Regions from separate parts of the Sus scrofa genome. Here region 1 is linked to region 2. The links are chromatin contacts, called in public HiChIP or PLAC-seq maps. All regions are on one chromosome and are shown on one strand. Each heading gives the region's core, a stretch centred on a gene start, on an enhancer-like site or on the middle of the called end of the contact. The rest is flanking DNA. Distances are from core to core; before and after follow the strand shown. Region 1 overlaps FAM53B (protein FAM53B). Region 2 overlaps LHPP (phospholysine phosphohistidine inorganic pyrophosphate phosphatase).

What was found. HiChIP or PLAC-seq counts read pairs in DNA pulled down with a chosen protein or histone mark.
Region 1: an H3K27ac HiChIP or PLAC-seq map of skeletal muscle shows a contact between it and region 2. The contact joins two enhancer-like sites. A contact is called at or near these places in 2 of 2 datasets of contacts at active chromatin or transcription factors (alveolar macrophages and skeletal muscle).

What each region holds. Positions count from the first base shown.
Region 1 is chr14:134,064,091-134,066,871 of Sscrofa11.1, reverse strand. All of the region lies in intron 3 of FAM53B (protein FAM53B), which reads left to right. Among named protein-coding and RNA genes, the nearest start is that of FAM53B, 70 kb to the left of the region's middle. Within about 2 kb of position 1,446, at least 13 of the 83 cell types and tissues checked have an H3K27ac peak or open chromatin away from gene starts, as enhancers often do. A contact at or near this core is called in skeletal muscle, where this site is marked.
Region 2 is chr14:133,925,705-133,928,404 of Sscrofa11.1, reverse strand. All of the region lies in intron 6 of LHPP (phospholysine phosphohistidine inorganic pyrophosphate phosphatase), which reads right to left. Among named protein-coding and RNA genes, the nearest start is that of TRNAE-UUC, 32 kb to the right of the region's middle. Within about 2 kb of position 1,379, at least 9 of the 83 cell types and tissues checked have an H3K27ac peak or open chromatin away from gene starts, as enhancers often do. A contact at or near this core is called in skeletal muscle, where this site is marked.

The DNA of each region.
Region 1 (2,781 bases), core at 197-2,696, 140 kb before region 2:
AAAAGAAAAAAAGATAATGAGAATTTATTGACAGTTTCCTGAATCACTCTCCTGACTGCTTCTGTGTGATGGTGCCCAGCCTGACACACACATTGGTTTCGAGATGAATCGTGAGCAGCAGCCCGTTTCCAGTACTTTGTCCAAACCCACAGTCGGGTGGGAATCTGAAGGAGACCGGGCAAACTGGCCCGTCTCTTGAGAGGTTTGTTGCCATTGCAAATCCTGGCTTTCCCCCGTGTATTTCTGAGTGCCCCTGGAGGCTGGGGATGGAGCAAGAGGACCATCCAGAGCCCATACTTCCTCATACAGTTCGGGAAACTGAGGCCCACGCTCCTAAAGCCCAGTCTGGAGGGTTTTTTCTTCTTTTTTTTTGGAGGGGGTGGGGCTGGCACCCACAGCATGTGGAAGTTCCCAGGCTAGAGGTCCAGTTGGAACTGTAGCTGTCTGCCTACCCCACAGCCACAGCAGCGCAGGATCTGAGCCTTGTCTGTGACCCACACTGCAGCCTATGGCAACGTCGGATCCTTAACCCACTGACTGGAGCCAGGGGTCGAACCTGCATCCTCCTGGTTACTAGTTGGGTTCATGACCTGCTGAGCCACAGTGGGAACTCCCTGGAGGGGTCTTTTAAGACACCTCTATGCTGTCCGGAGATCCCACTGGGCCTCTTTCTGTAAGAGCAAGAATTTCCAGAAGCAGTGGTAGCTGCCGTGGGCCACCCCCGGTCGGCTGGTGATAGCGGGACCCTAGTAACCACACTGAAGCCACTGGCCTCTCGGGCATCTCCCAGGGCCCCTGGAGCCAGTCTTCCCTCAGCAGGGCCAGTGGAGCGTTACACCCAGCCATCCTAACCCCGCAGCCTCGCGCCTTGGCTGAGGAGCATGGTATCCTATGTTGCTGTCTCTGACATTCTCTGATGCATTGCAGGTGAGAGGGCACACTAGAGGAGGACACTTGGGCAGGCAAAGCCCAGGGACCTTTTCTTCCTGACATGGCTCCGAGCTGAGCCTCCATTCCGGTGATTCAGGGAAAGAGGCGCTGCCGTGGGCCAGGAGCTCCAAAGTTCATCTAAGGGAGTTCCCTGGTGGCTCAGCAGGTTAAGGATCCAGCGTTGTCGCTGCTGAGGCACAGGTTCAATTCCTGGGAACTTCCAAATGCCACGGGATGCTCTCCCCTCCACTCCCCCCCCAATTTCATTTAAAGATAGGGACACCACTGGGGGGTAGCTCAGTCATAGTCTTGTGTGTTTTCCACCTGCGTTCATTTCGTAAGCCTGCTTTGCTGAAGCCGGCTTCAGAGAGACACCCCGATTCCCTTGAGTTTCCCACTGAAAGGATTGGTGAGCTGCCCTCCCCCGCTCCCAATCCTGCATAGAGTCCTTGCAGCCCTGAGACCAAGTTAGCACACCCAGCCCGCAGGGCAGGGTGGGGACCGATGTCAGCACAAGTTGACAGGTGCGACATCCAAGAATGAGTCAGCCGGCCTTGATCTGGCTGGGGCCTGCCACCCGGCCCGGGCGGCTGCAAGAACCTCCTGTCGTGGGTCTGTGCTTCAGGTGCCTAACCTTTTCTAGAAACCGCATTCTGCTGTGCTCATGTCCCCGACAGGCAGCCTGTCAGCACAGCACAGAGCCGGCCGGGGCCGTAGATCGCCTCTGTCTTCTCAGCATAAGAAGGCTTGTTGTCCACTGAGAATCTGGGCCCTGGGAATTTCCCTTCAAGTTTAAGGGCAGAAATGGAAACAAGAACATTTGAGGTCAGATGCTATTTGTGTTCTTCTGGGTGTTGTGTTCCTTTGAGCTTTAGATCTGTGCACCCAGCCGCCTCCTGCGGCTCTGAATCAAGGGGTCTCAGGACCACAGCCCGGGAGGGGAATCTGAGCTCCTGTCCCCACGTGTGTGAGCATCGGCTGCTCCGATGCCGCCCAGTCTTCCAGACGCTGCAGGCGGAGCCTCAGCTTTGAAAGGTCATCGACTCAGTCCATCTGTGAGAAAACTAGATGGTCTGTGTGCTGTTTGTGGTTTTTCGTGGTTGGCCTGCTCCTCTGTAGGAAAAGCTCTGTGTGTGTTTATACCACCCCCCCCACACACACACATGCATCCACTCCCGTGTGTGATATCAAACGCGTGAAGCTGAGACACAGAGAAACTGTCGATGCTCCTGACAGTGAGTCACAGGGACCGCCTAGAACTTAAGTGGCCACTGCCAGTGTCCGGGGCTGTGCCATGTCTGCTGGAGGCTCGGTCCCTGGAGCTTCCCTGAGGGGCTTCAGGCCGTGGCGTGTCTCGGGGGCAGGGATGGGTCACACTATCCCCTTCTCGTGACCTGTCGGCTTCTCGGGCCTTTTGCACTGGTTCTCCACCCAGAATGTGCTGTGCAACTGGGAGTCCCCACCCCCTCCTGTGAAAAGGGACTTTGAGGTATTCGAAGGGCAAGGTTATCCTTCTCTGAAATTCTACCTTGTTACTGAACCCAAACAAAACAGACGCCCAAACACCAGCTTTCAGTGATGTTCTGAATCCAGGTCTGTAGGGACTGGAATTGTCAACCCTCCAGAAGCTTCCTGATGTGGCCAGACGGTCTGACTGTGCTGCTGCAGAGGTGTCTGAGAACCCGGGCCCCTAGCCTGTAGTCTAGAGCACTGGTTCTCAACAACTTTACCTTAAAATAAGCTATGCAGGTTCCTGCCCCTAGGGATTCCGTTGATCGGGCAAGTTGGGGACTGGGCCTAGGAATCTGCATTTTAGTCCCCAGAGGCTGCTCCTGCAGGTGGTCCTGACAT
Region 2 (2,700 bases), core at 130-2,629:
TATCTAAAAGCGGCGAGAGGAAGGAGGAAAGATGAGCAACAGGCCCTGGAGGATCTGGGAGGAGGCAGAGATGATGGACAGGAGATGGGACGATGAGGGACTCGGAGGGGTGGGTCTGGAGGAGGAAACAAAGCCCAGTGCGGGCTCCCCTGGGACCCTCCTCAGGGCACAGCTGGCCCCAGAGGCCGAACCCCTGCCCACCCCGCTCTGGTCTTCACCAGGCCCCTCCTCTGCCAGAGTCAGAGGCAGCCTCCAGGATGACAAGGGGCTTGGACTGGCCTCACAGGACACAGCGGGGCTGGCCTGGGCCTTGGGCAAAGGGAGCCCTGAGTCCGCCTTCTGACCCCCTCTGTCCAGGGAAGGCTGAACTCAGGCCCCTCTGCCCAGACACACCCTTACCCATCACCCCAGCCTGGGGTCTGCCATCTGCGGGGCCAGACACAAGAGCCCTGGGCGCCCATTCTGTGCTGGGCAGCTGGGACCCCCGCTCAGGGGTGGGTGTGTGTGTGTGTGTGTGGTGTGTGTGTGTGTGTGCGCGCGCACCAGGGTGCGGGACCTGGGTTGTGAGGAGGTCAGAGACTGCTGTGTGGGGCCCAGAGGGGCACTGATTTCAGTCACTAGAACCAGAGCCCATACCCTGGTCCTTTCTGCATGAACCACCCCAGAGGCGGCATGATGCCCGCAGCTGCACCCCTGCCCAGTTCGGGGAGGCAGAGGAGCTGGAGCGCCCAGAGTGGAAATTGCATTACGAGGAGGCCTGTGTCCAGTGACCCACCGACCTGGGTGTGAACCGGGAGCCGGGCTGGGCCCCAAGATTAGCACCGTGTGCAGGCTCAGGGGTGTCGGGCACGTAGGCTGGTTTGTTTTTAAACTATTAATGTTGCCCTTTCAGGAGGCCTTTCTTTTTAAGAATTCTGCAAGTTCACGAACCTATGGAGGGTGCAAACGTACTTAAAAAAATAACGCTTGTTCTGATAAGAGTGTTACACGGTCCTCGAGGGGCAAAGATATAACCGACGCCTCTGTAACAAGTGGATACTTCCTCTGCTGCTCACCTACCTGTACACCCGCATCTGGACCTGAGGCCGTACCGACTGGGCTCCAGCGCTGAGGCCAACAGCCCATGACCCAGAGGAGGAGGTCAGAGACTGGGAAGCCAGGCTTGAATGACAGGCCCAGCAGGAATAGCTGAGCACCAGGCTCCTGCCCGGCCTGGGCCAGTTTCCACATCTGCAGATAGAAGGCGGCAACACTGGCAACAGGGCTGTCCCGGGGACCAGAGGTACAGAAACGACCTGGCGTCCACAGGTGCCCGTTAAATGTCAGCAGACCCAGGACGGGGCTGAGGCTTTATTTAGCCCCGGCTTCTGGCGGCTGCTCTGCCGCCTGCAGCCTCTGCTGCCAGCCTGCCCAGGTCAACTCTAGTGACGAGGACTCGCCCCTCTCTAGGCAGCCCGTTCTATTCTGGGACGGCTCTGACACACCTTCGTAGGCAGCTTCCTCTGAGGTTAAATGAGGTTCCTTCCAGCACTTTCCAGAGAACAGAGACAGCCAGAGGGGTGTGAGCTGAAGGCCCTTGCCGAGGTCTCCAGCTGCCCCTCAGGAAAGGGCGGCACGGGGGCCGGGGCTTGCACCTCATGTCACCCACGCATGTAAAGGAAGCAGGACACTGGGGCAGCCACCCCGCCTCCCAGCAGGCGTGCACCAGAAAGAAGCCCACAAGGCCGACCAGCTGAGGAGACCCTCAGAGATTCTTTGGACCAACTCTGAGATAACGCAGTGCTCCTGCGGCACTGCTCACGAAAACATTAATTTACTAGCCCACTTGACTAAAAAGGCCGGAGGCTGGGACCAGCTGCAGGTAGAGCTATATCCAGGTGCTCAAACCACATAACTGGAAGTCTGTCTTTCTCTCCGTCTCTAGGCTCTGCTTTCCTGCTGGCCCGCTTCGCCCTCAGACAGGCTTTCCCCCTGGGATGACAGAGAGGGCCACTGGTACTTCTCAGCTTAAAGTTCACTGGCCATTTTCCTAGGGGCTCTGGAAAATCCCAGGCCAGCTCACTGACCCGGCTCAGATCACACACCCATCCCTATGGCCAGGAGCTCCACCTGCTCCAGACCAGCCACGCCTGAGTTCCGCAGCGGAACATGCGGTCCTGGGGCGGGCTGGGGTGGAAGAGGTGACCCAAAGGAACGCAGGGACCACACCGAGGGCAGGCACATGCCCACCAGCCCGTCCTGTGCACCCTGCCCTTCGGAAGGCCACAAACCCCGTACCTTCTAGGGCTTATCACCCCCAAGAGTCTGGCCTCCTTGGGGGCGACATCAGCCCCACTGGGAATGAACGGGCTAAACGAGGACCAGACACTGAAGGGCTGAGACCCTGACCCACAGGTGAGGGGCAGAGGAGGCAGCAGGGCCTGGCCTCGACCCCACCCCCACCTGTGCCTGAGGCAGTCAGCTTGCTGCCCCAGAGACCACTGGGTCTGGCGGGCAGATAGCCTGAGCCTGATGGGGACCCCATGAGGGACAGTCTTTTCCTTCCAAGAGGGCAGCCAGGCCCCGAGGAGAAGCTGTGATGGGAGGGACACGGGCGGGGAGGCTGAGCCAGGGCCGCGGAAGGAAGTGAGTGAGACAGGGGGCATGAAGGGCCACCCGCTCGGGGACCAGGTGCACAGAGACAGGTGAGCCGGTGGGAAT